2 separate regions of the Mus musculus genome follow, and region 2 is linked to region 1. A link is a contact called in public HiChIP or PLAC-seq data. All regions are on one chromosome and are shown on one strand. The core of a region is the stretch at or near the end of the contact, and the rest is flanking DNA. Distances in the headings are between cores, read along the strand shown. Region 1 overlaps Gm51629 (a long non-coding RNA gene). Region 2 holds the start of Map2 (microtubule-associated protein 2).

What was found. HiChIP or PLAC-seq counts read pairs in DNA pulled down with a chosen protein or histone mark.
Region 2: an H3K4me3 HiChIP or PLAC-seq map of neural progenitor cells shows a contact between it and region 1, with 4 times the contacts expected there. The contact joins the promoter of Map2 here to the enhancer-like site in region 1. A contact is called at or near these places in 1 of 484 Hi-C or Micro-C datasets (nephron progenitors), 5 of 115 datasets of contacts at active chromatin or transcription factors (astrocytes, forebrain, neural progenitor cells and 1 more) and 2 of 9 other capture datasets (adipose tissue and pancreatic islet).

The regions. Positions count from the first base shown.
Region 1 is chr1:66,222,260-66,229,808 of GRCm38.p6, forward strand. It overlaps Gm51629 (a long non-coding RNA gene), which reads right to left. Exons shown (of 3, transcript XR_003947841.1): 1 at 4,228-7,549; 2 at 4,026-4,060; 3 at 1-3,691. It also overlaps a transcript of Map2 not described here. Among named protein-coding and RNA genes, the nearest start is that of Gm51629, 4.6 kb to the right of the region's middle. Within about 2 kb of position 4,937, at least 18 of the 459 cell types and tissues checked have an H3K27ac peak or open chromatin away from gene starts, as enhancers often do. A contact at or near this core is called in neural progenitor cells, where this site is marked.
Region 2 is chr1:66,318,559-66,326,107 of GRCm38.p6, forward strand. It overlaps Map2 (microtubule-associated protein 2), which reads left to right and starts at 3,166. Exons shown (of 15, transcript NM_001310634.1): 1 at 3,166-3,584; 2 at 3,846-3,910.

The DNA of each region.
Region 1 (7,549 bases), core at 3,687-6,186:
CATATCATGATGATTTACTAAATATTTTAAGAACAATATCCTTGATTTCCACATTTAATAAAAAACAAGGGAGTGATATTCAACAATAGGACCATGCCTCTTTATTTGATGTATGTTAATATTTAAGAATGTCTTTTACCCTTTGTGAATGAAGGGTTCATTTACTTTTAAAATGTCAAGGCAAGCATTGTATGCAAACTTATATTCAATCATTTAGCTTGGTAATGTCATTTTCTCATCCTTATTGGCAAAGTGGCCAAGTATACATAGTTCTAAGCTATGGACCACAGATATATAAATTGAGGCAGCACTGCTCTTGGATCCATCACTCAACAGCAGTCTTTACATTAACATTTGAAGCTGTGTGTGCTGACAAGTAATACTGGGATGTTTATATATTAATATGGAGTGTAATAACGGGAAATTAAGAGTGATTTCTATAAAATTATAAGCATACTTGCCCAAAAGAACCCTGGTATTATTTTGTGGTTTCATTAAATGCTAAAAGTGTTTTTAAAAAACGTTAAGGCAAGGAGATATTTTAACAATAAAGTAAATCTGGCCTCTCAGCATTTTCTGACTTTAAAAGAGTCCTAAAAAGTTCATGCAAATGAAATTCTTCATCAAGGTAGCAAAAGAGAAAGGAATACTATAAATTCATGATGCAACAGACAAGTTGTGAGCTGAGAACTGGGGGCTAAAAATTGAACCTGGGTTCTCTGGAGGAGCAGCCAACACTCTTACCCACTGAGCCATCTCTCCAGCTCCTTTTGGTCTATAACCTTAAAAAGTATAAGAATTCTTAATGAGCCATCTGAAGTACTCTTAAGACCAATTTGTGAAATCTTTAATAAAGGTTTTACATATGAAGAATGTAATTATCAATTGGAACAAGTCAGGGAATAAAACTGAACTTATTATTCATCATTTAACCACCCCTTGTAAAACAGTGAGTGCCTGCACGTTTACACTGTATTTTCCAGTGTGTATTTCACAAAAAGCAGTCTCATATCTTCTCCTGTGATTTCCTCATGAAAAAAATATTTCCAGCAAGCTGCCTTCAGTTTGAAGAGATCCACTTCTGTTTGTCTTAACCAGGTGAGTCTGTGCCCAGAGACTTGCTCACATTCTGCAATCCTGATTCAGGGTGTTTCCTGACATTGAATACTTCAGAGGAGGAGGCAAGCTTTAAAAACAGCGTTCATTACCTCAGATGCTCTCTGTAGCAGCTAGTGGCTAACCCAGGGGAGTTGGAAATACAGGAGAGCAGCCAGGAGGTGAACAAAGCAATTTTGGTAACAATTGGCTGTGGTTTTGTCTTGCACATGTTCTTTGCTTTGATGTAAGCCTTGGCTCACTGCAGCCAATTGAGTTAAATGACTTAAGACAATGACTGCTGAACACACCAGTCAGTAAGATGTTTTTCTTAGCCAGAAAGTAAGGATTACAAGTGTTTTGTGTAGTTTTTGTTTTTGTTTTTGTTTTATACTTTGGATTGTAGGAAGGTAAAGATGTAGGTTCTCTAATATTACCTATTGATTATTCTGTCAGCCTAGAAAATAATCTATAGTCTATAGGATAGGTATTCTAAATTTCATTTCTGATAGTAGTTTGATCAGGATTCAATTTAGTATATTTCACTTTGGAAATAAATATTGCTATGAGAAAGGAAAAGGATTACATTATTATAATTTAATTTGTATATAAATAAAAATAGCAACTCTTTTAAGATATGACATTTTAAGAAAGGGGTATGCTATTGAAGTTTGAAATAATTTACTTATGAAGTAATATTGTATTACACAGTGAAGGAATACATGAAAATTGTTATTTTAGCCCTATGTATATGTGTGTGCATGTTTATTAATGTGTGTTTATTGTATGTATATGCATTTATTATGTGTGTGTTTATGTGTGTTTATGTCTATATGTGTTTATATATGTAGCTCAAATCTATAAATAGGAAGAAGAAATACATAGGTAATTTTCTCAATTTTCAAAGAACACATCTGAATTCTGAATCTTATTTGAGAATATTTTTGTGCATTTTTTGAGATTATAATATAATTGTAGCATCTCTCCCTTCCCCTTCCTTCCTCTGGACCTTCACATATACCTCTCCCTATGCTCCTTCAGACTCATGGCCTCTTTGTCACTTCTTGTTATAGCTTGCATATGTGTATATGCATAAATGTATATATTCCCAATTATAATCTCATTGTCTCCTCCCTGTCAAGGTGGTAATTTCAGTAGAGACTTTCTCAAGTGACAGCTCTTCACTTACTATCAAATGACCATTGATTAAGTTGAAAGCATTCATATCCTTCCCCAGTTTTCCAAGTGTATGGCACAGAATGTACCTAGCTCTATTTATCTTCATCCTACAGACTGGAGAATTGATTTATATTTATATACCAGTTGAGAACAGTCTGTAATACTGTTGGAAGTTTACATAAAGAAATTAACATCCTACTATGTGTTTATACACACAGGCAAACCACAAGCCATGAGTGGAAAACTGCCTTCTGAATAGTTCTTCAAAAGGGATAGTTGAAAAATGTTGTCTTTGAGATATATAAATTATAATTGAAATTTTGTTCTCTCTTTTTATAAAGACAATGGGAAACAACTCTGAATTAAAAGGCTAAATGTTTGTTCTCTTCCACCTTAGGATAGGATAAATATGAGGCCACAATATTCTATAACATTAGGACAAACTATCCTATCTACTTACTAGTATTTGTTGGAGAAACACACGTGTGATCTTAGGGTACATGATGCAGGAGAGGCTTTAGAAGATAAGCAGAGACTATGTTGAAGAGTTAAGAACAAGATAAAGGTCAAATCAACATTAACTATATTCATAAACAGCATTTTTGTTTGTTTGCTTGTCCCCAACAGGGAGTTTAGTTCAGTTTGTGGTGGGCTTGCTTAGCATGGACCAGGCCCAGAATGTGTTTTCCTACACTGCTCAGAGAAAAGGGAACAGCCACATGAGAATGGAATCCATCTACAGTTTTAGTTTTCATTAATTAGTTCATTCTGAAAAACTATCCATTTTGTATTTCTACATTTTCTTGTTTTACTGAATCTTTCACTTTAACACTAAGGGATTACTGCAGCTCATGTGTAACATACCTTATGATGTCTAGGATCAAGAAACAGGAACAAGGTCTGTGACCATGTATTCCAGAAGCTTCTTAGATGGTCTCCAGGAAAATGTAAATATTTTCCCCTTGGAAAAATGATCAGGTGAGAAGTTGACATATACTGTGATCCTTTTAGCCTTTGAGAGAGCAGCAATTTTCCCATAGTTCTCAATGTTTTTTGTCCTTTGGACTGAATATCTCATCACATCCATTACTCATCTCAAAATACAGGTTTGGGCCTGGCTTTGGGGTACAAACCTATAATCCCACCATTCAGAAAAACAAGACAAGAGACCCTAAGTTCAAGGATAGTTTGTGCTACAGACTAAGACTCTGAATCAGACAAATAAAAACAAGTTTCCTACACACAGTTCATGTTTGCATGCATGCTCACACGCATGCATGCACACACACACAGAAGAGGCACTGTTTCAGATCGGAAGTAGGACTAGTGGAAGGCATGGCAGGTGGTGGTGAGCATGGGTGAAGTCCAATGGCGTGAAGTCATGAACACATTGCAGTGAAATGCACCGTTTCATTTGCTAAATTAAAAAATGAAAGCAAAATTCTTATCACCTATGGCAGAGAAAAGTGCTCTCCACCCCCCCACCCACCCACCCAACAACAAACATTTAGAAAATGCTTCAAAATTGTTAGGAATTAAAGCTGGCTGAGACTTTTCCCCAAGAATGCGGTTATGTTCTCTAAGAAGCTTCTGGGAGGGAAATCATAATCAGAACATAGCATATGGATAAATCTATTTTCAATAAAAGAAAATTGGGGTGGGGAATACATGTGGTTATGGGTCCTAGTTTCAGAATGGTAATACAGATGGTCACCCATTGCTGGCCTGTAACACAGTGGTAGAGCACTTACCTAAGAAATACAGAGCACCGGATCCCATCTCAGGGCTATAAATAAAATAAAACAGGAGCAAACAAACATGTTAACATTTCCTTACTGTGGAATTAAACATCTCATTAAGCAAAGGCAGCAGAGAGAGCCATTTACAGAAAGGGACTCAGCCCTGACATCTCCCTGCCAGTCTCCATTTTGTTTTTCCTTCAGCCATACTTACAATTGAGGCTGTCACCTGAGAAATGGATGGCTGCTCTCCACTTGCTTATCCTGAAAGTGAAATACATCCTGCTGGTCGGAGACCCATTTCCCTAATGGTGATTAAAACTGGGCAGAGAGCCCACTCTACTAAAAACAGTCTCCAAGACCTGTCACCAACTTCAGTCTGGGAAGAGCAACATTGGAGGCTTCATTCCTTGAAAAATACACAATGTCCATATGATTAAATGCACTACGTGCTCTCTCTCTCTCTCTCTCTCTCTCTCTCTCTCTCTCTCTCTCTCTCTCTCTCTCTCTCTCATTTTCTGGACCACAGAGCGCACCTCTAGGCCTTAATTATGCCAGCTGTTCCTTAACCCATCACCTAAATATTACCCTCATGTGTCAGCTGGCTTGACAGAATACCTTATACGTTCTCTTTAAGACAATTCATCTTTCTTATTCCAAACTACATGTCTTTTCTTCATTTGAGAAAAGTGAGTGAGTTCTTCAGAGGAAGAAAAAAAAAAACATAGAGATTTTATTCAGCACCATGTGAAAGCAGCCCCTCCACCCTTTGTCATCTTAATTGATTTCAGCTAAGCATTCAGAACTTCACCACAAAGCTGCCTGAGCTATTTTTCTTTTAAAATGAGGCCAAGTCTTGCTGGCACCCATGAAGAGGGCCATACTGACAGAGGGCAATTTGCCAGCAGGGTTCAGCTGCAAGGCCAGAGTCTGAGGATAGCTTCTCCGTGCCTTTTCCTAGAGTCTGCAGGGGAGACAGCCTGTAGTCCAGGGTGGCACTATGTAAGAGGTACTTTGAGGACTTTTCAGATGACCCTGTGTCAATGAAAATGATCCGCTGATTTCTTCAGATTTACTGGCGTGACTAGGGATGCTGGGCGATAAGTGTGGCCAGTGTTGTGCGGGTTTGAAGTGAGTCCATTCTGAAACAAAACGTCAGGGTTGTTCTTTCCTTAAAGATGACCAGAACACCTACATAAAATAAGCCAAGGTATCACAGAGATGTCCGGCTCTATCAAAGAAAGAAAAATGTGACACGTTAGTGTTGTTGATTGTGTTTGGTTTTCTTTCCATGCTTTGGCCAAAACCACATGAATCTTAGTGTATGCCTTCCCTCCTCCTACAACTGTGCTTAATGGGGATATGTGTGGACAGAATGAACCTTAAGTTGTTATAGAACCAACATGAAGACAATTTCTACATCGACATTAAAGAATTTATCCAAGTTATTTTTTTCTTTTCTCTCCCTCTCTTTCTCAATCACTTCTCTCTTCTCACCATATTCCATTTTCCCACACTATTGTGATGCTAACAAAAACTACATTGATAAATTACCTACTGTGCTCCATAAGAAAATGCTGATGGGGCTAAAGTTTCCTAGAGTCTGAGTCAGATCAGTTAGAGATAGATTAAAGAAAAAAAAATCAACACACATCATGGGAGTCATGTCAGGACAGGTCCCAGTACCTATTTGGGAAAGACAGCAATTTTAGAAAAATCAAACAGTTCAGCTTAAAATCCTGATCATGTCCCTCGTGTGTCATCTCAACAAAGTTGCTCTCTGTGTCTTCAAATGGAGTGAACACAAGATTGTTGAGTTCATAGGCATTCGAAGAGCTATGTGGGTTAATCTATCTAATGAGTCCTCAGCTTAGAACAAACAATGATGATTCACTTGTTAATTTTAAGGGCCAATGTCAAGTTCCCAGAATGCATTTGGATATGGGCATACAATTTATAATATCTTAAGAACAAGGAACAGCCAAAGTAAGAGATAGCATGGTTGTGTCACCGACACCCATCACATTGCAGCCACTGAGCTTTCGCTGTGGTGTCCACTTTCTCAGCCTAAGTAGGACAGGCATGTGTAAATAATTGACTCTCTGCTGCTGTTTACATCATTAATAAACCTCCTTGCAGCAGCTGTGATCGCCCACCTGCTGCACAGTGCTACAGCTTTTGCTTTGTTGGTTTCTGTTCCACTTCCTCTCCAAAGTTGGTTATGCAAATGCATTAATTGATATCCTGGGAGATTTAGCTTGAAGGAGTTGCTTGTGTTTGGACTGGACATTTTAACTGTAAGTGGATGAAATTCAATAGGCTTTGTGGATTTTTCTAGAGGCGATGCCTCTTTGTATCTAACTTACCCACTCACACAGTTTCATTGGTTTGCCTTCACTTAAACACTTGGATTTGTTGAGAAGCAATTAATAAAATCTTTTTGGAGGAATGATTTTAATGAGTATGAATTTCTAACCATCCTAGCATATGCTGATTCAGCTTTAAGTGGTGAAAGCTAGTGATTTGTTTTCTGTAGATTCCTAATAAGCATGAAATATTTTTAACATGAGAAAATGCAATGGGTTCCAACTTATGGTTGCTGTATTTTTCTTTGAAATACTTGTACAAAGGCATATCTGCCTTATGTATAAACCTCCATCTTTAATTTAAATTACAAAAGGAATTCTAGTGGTTGAGGGAATTGGCAGGGAAAGCTACTTAAAATATTACAAATAATTTAGATGAAGCTTTTTTGAAGAAATTGCATGGGTATTTATACTACTCTGGAGAATATTAATATGTTAAGTCATGTAGCTATTTAGTTACTGGAGAAGCATGTTGATAATGGTCCTTTTGATATCAGTTGTGTATATCCAGACACCCATTACATAAAAGCTTAATTAAAGTTCAAAATGGTACCATCAATTTGCTTTTCTGCTTTCTGCCTACTAACCTAGAAATGCTGCTTTCATAATTCTAAGAATCAAGGGAATAAAGCATGAAGAATTCTTGAGTAAAGACAAAGAACTGTAGACCATTTCAAAGATTCAATAACTAGATAAGATATAAGTCACTTCTAGCTTGAGATAGAAAATTGTGTAACTTTAAACTATAGAAGAGAGTGGTATTTGGAATAGTACACATCTACATGAAATAAATAAATGTTTAAAAAAAGTTTTAAAGTCATGAAACATTTTAGTTTATTAATGGGAATTTCAAAGGGACACTTTGATTTCTCTCAGCCTTAACAGGTATTGTAGCTTAGTGTTGCAAGTGTTTGATGTCCAAATGAGACATCAAAATAAAAAGTAGGAAGTCCCAAGGACAAATGGGTTTTGTATCGTTGAACCTATAAATATACTTCCTGCTACTTTTGTTTCCTGTGTCTATCTTGGATATGTCATTTCCATTCATTTAATAATGAGTAACTATTTATGTGCATTTGACATTTTCAATAATTTTTCTCATCATCCCTTAACTTTTAAAATGGACATTGTAAAATAACCAAAATATTTTAGTGAGTTGTGAATAGTGAC
Region 2 (7,549 bases), core at 1,916-4,415, 95 kb after region 1:
CTCTGTGATCCAGTCTGGCCTTGAACATGTTTTTCTGCCCCTCTTTTCTTTCTGAATTGAGAGTATATAAGCATGAACTATCATGCTCAGCTATAGTCAAGTTTAAAAAGATTGTCAGAGTATTTTGGCCCTAAGAAGCCTTCATTAACTATTATGATAATTTTTTAATTTAAAAAATTCAAACATAGTGTATTATAATATCAACAGAAGACAATCCTGCTCTTTCTGGTCATTTAAGAGCTTGCAGCCTCTTGCTAGGCACTTTGCAGAATTCAAAGGAAGTAGGAGAGAAATCTATTTTAAATTTTAAATAAATGTAAATCATACAGTAGAAATCAAAATACTGATTTTTATGGCAATGTAAGTAAAATATGGCATTCACATAGAATGCTTAATATGAATAATAGGGAAAGCATATGTACCACAAAGATGACTTTTATTGTCTTTGAACTAATCATCCATTAATGTAACTTTCACACTATTAAAAATCTTTTTCATATATAAGAATTGTATAAACATCTTTCTCAATACAGCTTCCCTGCTCCAACTCCTAGTCCTCCCATGTTTTATATCACTTCCACTCATGACCTTCTCTTCTTTAATTGTTATTGTATTATATGAGAGAGAGAGAGACAGAGAGAATTGAGTGTATCTGGTGTTGTTCAAATGTACATGTGTTTAGGACTAACTACTTGGGATTGGGCAACCAATCAGGGGATCATCCTTGGAGAGAGATGATTCTCTCTGTCTCAGCCCTTTATCTAGGGCCTCAAGAAATTTACCCCAGCCACACTGGCTTGTCAACTGATGCCTTCATTATACACATCTTGCTTAGGAAACCATACTTTTAAGACCTCATGCATTCAGCTTCTTTGTTCTGTCCAGAAGGAGAGCAAATGACACTATAACTCAGCAGGTCCTCTGGCAATGACAGTCTTTCCAGCCCCTCTTCTGGAATGTTCCCTGAGCCTTGGGTATAGCATTGCGATGTAGATTACCAATTATGACTGGGTACACCATAGTCACTTATTCTCTATGTTTTGATCAGCCCTGGATCTCTGTGATTCTGCATTCTGATGGGGCAAGAAATTTCTTTGAGAATTCCTGAGAACTGTACTAATCTATAAGTGAAAGGACAGGGATTTAGAATGTAGTTAGGAATTAGATTAATTTAGGAAAATAGCAGGAGTAGCTTCTCCTCGAGGGTCTATGACTCTCCTGCCATGTGTAGTTGGCTTGAGCCACACACAGTACCAGGCATGAATTCCTTCCTATTAAGCAGTCCTTAAGTCTAATTAGACAGCTGTTGGTTATCCCCCCAATAAAAATGTTGTTATTATTGCACCATTGAGAATATCTTATCAGGCCAGTCATTTTTGTGATTCATAGGCTGAGGAAAATCACTTCTTAAATCTGTAGTAAAAAAAGATTTTTGACTGACATCTCTACCTCTACATGCACATAGATGAATACATGCATACACACACACTGACACACACACACACACACACACACACACGCATACACACACATTGGCATGCACACATGCATGCATACAATACACCTGGACTTCCAGTTTTCCAGCATCATTGTTTTAGATAACCCCAGAAAGATTTACATTGTGATATATACGATCAACATGGGAACCCTGGCTCAGTTTGATATTCCACTTTCATGCTTGTAAAAACAACAATGCCAATAATGTCAGAAGTCCCAGGCCCTGATGGTTAAGCTGGGTGAACAAGATAGATCTGCAAAGGGCAGTTGATCCATCTGACTGCCAGAATGTAAAAGGAAGAAGGGCTGTTGCTATGATCACCCAAGTTCTGTGGCCTTATACACAGTCCAGCACAGACAGTAGGCAAAGCTGGTTCGTAAGATTAGTGCAGTGTGTCCTAAAAGGGGAGAATGTTGCTTCTGCAAATGAAAGGTTGACAAGATCAAAGGCACAGGATCTTACTGGATTCTGTTTTGCCTTCAAACAGCATAAGAGGAAAGAAGAGAAAGTCACTTGGTGAGAGGGGACAGCCCAGTGGGCTAGTTAGGAAGCCAGGCTGCTGCCTCTGTGTGGGAATTAGGATGTAGTAGCCCTCAGGCCCCAGCTTTCTCATCTGTGAGGCTGAGTGATTTCTGAAGATGCAGATATGGATTGGATCAATCCCATAGAAAAGAAAAAAAATGAATATTTATGAAAGCAAAATTAGCTCATGATCAAAAATGGGGAAGAACATGGCAGCAGGAAATGAAACTCCATCTTAATTGAATTGAAAGCACAACACAAATCTGTCAGAGGCAGAGCTTTCTAGAAGGAGGAGAAGGAACTGTATCCTTTTGTCTCCAGATTTTCTCCACTGTACTCCTGTTCTCTCTTCCTGGCATCTCCCTTCTCTCCAACCCCCACCCCCTTGCTTTTTGTTTCCGGTAACCATGGTGATACTTCCTCTCAGCAACCTTCTTTGCAGCTGGCCCTTTTGATACACAGAAAATTTACTCCATTTACTGGTTCAGGGCTCTAACAATGCTTTACCAATTCATCTATTAACCATTTTCTCCAGGATAATACAGGTGAAGAATTATTCTACAGTTAAGTCCCCTACATAAAGCACACTGTATGACAGGGATATTCAATTGTTAATTTCATTTGCTAACACGAAGGGGAGACTGGTTATGCCAAACACTGAGTTCCCTGTAATAACCTTCACCTCAGGGACAGCAAAGTCCCAGTCCTCAAACTGGTTGTCACCTTCTTTTGTATGGAACCAGAATAAAATGATTGCAGAGGGATATCACATGGCTAGCCTTGAAGTGACACATTGCCAAGCTTGTAGTTATCATATTTACAAAGCCTTTGAATTTTCTGTAGAAAAATATATACTAGTATATACACTTCTTTAATACATACCTTTTTGGGACATAAATAATAATATGGGATAGTTTTTAAATATTGTATTCATCTGTCAATGACAAAACCTCAAACTATCTCTAGTATACTTCATATAGATAATAAAATTCCAATTAATGATCATTTACTTATGTCCAGTTTGTGTAGCTTAACTTGCCTGTAATCCTATATTCCTGAAAACGAGTCTCTCTAAGCCTGCCCCGCCCCCACGTGTGTGTGTGTGTGTGTGTGTGTGTGACACAAAGGAGACCAGATGATGACATTCGTAGGCTTATAGACTTGACTCCTGGGGACACATTTGGATGGAGGCAATTAAAATGCCTGTCAGGCATTTGGTACCAGAAGTCCCCATGGCAAACCGCTAAATCCTAAGCCAGAGGCAGCATCCTTTTGTCAGTGAATGATGGCGGAGCTGAGTGGCTTGTCATCATTCTCGAAAATTCTAAGCCTAGTGAGCTCTCTCTCCCTCTCCTACTTGCCTTATTTTCCTTTCCGCCACTGCGGGGACTTTTTCTAATTTGCAGCTTCCCTTTCCACGGCACACACAGACAGGAGCTGGTGGCTTTCAGACTGCGTCTGTCTGGAGCTAGCGACACAGAACAGAGGGAGTGTTCCTGAAGCAGGGTTCTGCGGTGGCAGCTCTTACAGACTCCATTCGAGGGGTATTGCTGCATATCTACCGGTAATGCTTTAGGGCTTTTTACATTTTCTTTTCTTTTTAATCCACGTTTTCAAAGGATCAGCTTTATGTGGCCTCGGAATACTGTGTTTTAAATACGTTATTGAGCTTAAAATCCAAGCGCTGCCTTTTTTGTGCTCCAGACTCCAAGGCATACATTTATTATCTGGATATCAAGGATGAATGGACTTATTGGTGAGTTGTGATTTTTGATATTTATCTGACAAACCTATATGTATATATGTGTTTCTTTTGTTTCTCTAGGTTCCTCAGCTTGTCTCTAACAGAGGAAGCACTGATTGGGAAGCACTCAGTCAGAAAATTAAAAGGTACTGCATGATTTATTTGGACGTTTAAAGGAAGGGCAATTGAGAAAGAATTGGAATGCTTTTATTTTAGGTTTACCCTCATGGCTGGTTTTTTATCCCAGAGTGGATTGTCTGATCTTTGTCTAGAAGATGTAGGAGTTCTTATGCAGATTTCACCATCAGCCGAGGCTATTTTGAATAGAAAGTATCTAAAAAATATATGCCTTTTGTCTATGCTGCAAATACTAAGAAATATCAGCTTGCCTAGCTCATCTGTAATGTTTGGATTTTTGTCATTGTGACAGTTAACAAAATGTCTGAAATATGTGTATCACAAAGAAAATATATTTATTTGAACTTAAGAGAAACATGTTAAAAATTATTTTAGATGGAGGTTTCCTGTGGATCCATGCTTTAAAAAATAAATATTCTAAATAAAATGGTTCACCCTTTTAGATGGGAAGAGCTTTGGAGACTGAAGCCCAGGGATGACTCAGTGTTGTGAAATTTGGTGAATAAAATATTATAATTTCTATACAATATCTTTAGTATACAACAGGAAATATATTTAAAGTCAGAAATGGTTAATTTTCAAAAGAGCTTAGTATCATATGCTTTATTCAGAATTAATAACATAAGAAAATAGATCCTTTCTCTTGCTATGAAAGCAGTTGAATCCATTGATCTGGGCCTCAAGCCTTACATGAAAAATAATCATTTTTAAACTTAGCATGAGGGTGTATATTGACTTGAAAGGGCAGTTATGATTACTGCCTGCTCTTTAATTTTTTAACTTTATCTCTGACTTTAACATATGTTCTTGTCCACAAAACCTATATAGTAGTCATTTACCAAAAAAAAAAAAAAAAAAAGATGAAGAAGAAGAAGAAGAAAGAAAGAAAGAAAATGGAAGACATTTTCTGCCTTCCTGAGGAGAGACCAGTCAGTGCCACCCTTAAGCCTTTTCCTGGCATCCCGATAGAATCCTCCTTAGAATTCTCCTTTAAGACTGTCAGTTGAAAATATTTCATACTTTTAGCTTTCTAAAAACTATACTTTTTAAAAAATGGCTGAGACAACCGCTATAAGCTTGAAAGATTCTAGCCGTGAGAGTGTACACCATGAATCGGAGGATTTACAGCAGGTTCATTTTCTCTGCAATGGGTAATCACGAGCGACTTAATTTATTCATCCCACAAGCATTGCTGAAGAGCCCGGCTTCTGTGGGTAGTCCCAGCACAAGAGAGGAAGAGACACATGGCACTGTCCTCAGGCTTCCAACGCGTAGGCTCAACCATACATGATTCTGAACAGGAGAAGGAATTAAAATAAATAAATAAATGAGTGTGCTCTCCCAAGAGATGCCACGTTTTGTTCTTAAAGACAAATGACATGAAATGACATGGTTATGCATTTTCCTTGTCTCAGAAATTCGTCAGGAGAATTATGTATCTAAGCCTCAAACAAGCCCCATCCCTACCTCCATACCTCTTGGATGTGGGACAAATCATTCTTTTTGGAGGTTTCACTTAGAGTAAATGAAAATACTTTGTTGTATTTGATGAAAATTGTCTATTTCTTTCTTTATTTATTTTCTGACCAAACCCCTGTAGAACACACACACACACACACACACACACTCACACATACACACACACTCACACACACATACACACACATACACACACACTCTCACACATACACACACACACTCACACTCACACACACAAATGCATACACACACTCACACACACTCACACGCACGCACACACATACACAACACACAACACACACACACTCACACACACATTCACACACTCTCACACACACACACTCACACACACACACACACTCACACACTCTCACACACACACACACACACTCACACACACACACACCACATGGTCGATTCCTAGCTTTCAGATGTATATTTATTTTGAGCTTTGGGATATCTGTGCTAATTTAAAACGATGAAATTATCAACGTCCTATTCAACATGAAGTCTGCAATATACTGCCAACATGAACTGCTCAGCTCCATTGCATTTTTCTGTAGGCACTGGAGGGCTTGCATATGACCACCAAGAGGCCTCCCTTGCCTCCTTTCCTATGGCCATTTTGAAAACATCTATGGGGTATGCTGATGGACTTTCTGTAGAACAAACCTGTTTGGTAAAATATCTGTTAGTGAGTCAAATCCAAACAGGCTTGACTTCCAGAGTTGTAAGGCCGGTCTCAGTTCCGTGGCATGACTAATCAATATTGTCTGAACAACTGTTAACTCTTTACTGAATTTTCTTTCAGTCATATTTTCACACCCAAAATAGTGGCTGAACTATAACAGTTTCAGCTAATATCTATTTAATTAATTTGTAAATTAATAAAATTTGTATGTGTGTGTCCTGCTAATAATTACTGTTTTTAGTGGTGGTGTTTGAGACCAGCATTCAAATCCTAGTCACTCACTCTACACCTGAGCTACATTTCCAATCCCTAGTTAGTAGTATAAGATAAATTATTTTGGCAGAAAGGTAGAACTATGTGTGAAAATTTCTTAAGATTATGGATGGAAAATAATTTTTCTGAATATTAGTTAAAGAGGAAATTTTTTTCAGTTTCACCAGAAGGAGACAAAAAGGCAAACTGCAGCCTGGGTTTTGCTTATGGGCACCTCCCACACAGTATTCCAGGCTCCACTCTGCTGACTACACTTCAGGTCTCCTGCCAAGCTTCTGCAGTAGCAGAGGGCAGAGGACTTGATCTCTTGATTTCTCTGCAAATGCCATGCTATAAATGATCTCATATGAGCAAAAGAACAGTGAAGACTAGATTCTATAAGCAGGAGTGATGGCTCCCCTGTAATCCCAGAATCCAGGTAGCTAAGGCAGGAGGATTGCCAGTTCCAGTCCATAGTGTGTCTAGGACAATAGTTCCTGGTTTGAAAAGCAAAAATAAAAAAGGATGAGAGTACAGGGAATTAGGTTCTCTATAGCCAAAGACTTTGTAAAGAAACTTTTAGAACCATAATAATTGTGGAGAATGTAATTTATTATCACTTGCTTTTGTTCATTAGAACTATAACTTGCTATTATTAACTATCTGCCTGACATTATCTTAAGCTCTTAGCATGTAATATCTCATTTAACTCTCTCTGTAATCCTTAGACATAGTCTCCATTTTATAGATGACTGAACTGAGGCTCCAACAGTATAATTTCTGAGTCTGCCCTGAAGCCCTCATAGACATTCATAAAGATGAAATGTTTCTAGAAGATTTTTATACACAGTTATTTTCTTAATACCTTATTTATATGTATAATGGAAGGCTACTATATTATCAAACAATAGGCTTTACAGATTTTCATTTACATGTAATAGAAATATGTGTCCAATAATTACATCATTCAAGTTCTTATATATTAAATGTATATATATATATATATATATATATATATAATACTCATGTTTTCATGTATTTTATATAATATATTTAATTAGGAGCATTTACTTTCAAGAAAGCTGACAGATCAACTCAGAGGTTTTTAGATGAATTAATACAGCATTTTTCTTACCTTTATCATGGAGTTTTATAATTGGTTGAGTGATCTATATGTGAACATTAGAGAATTCAAGACTGAAATACCACAACTCTTACCATATTT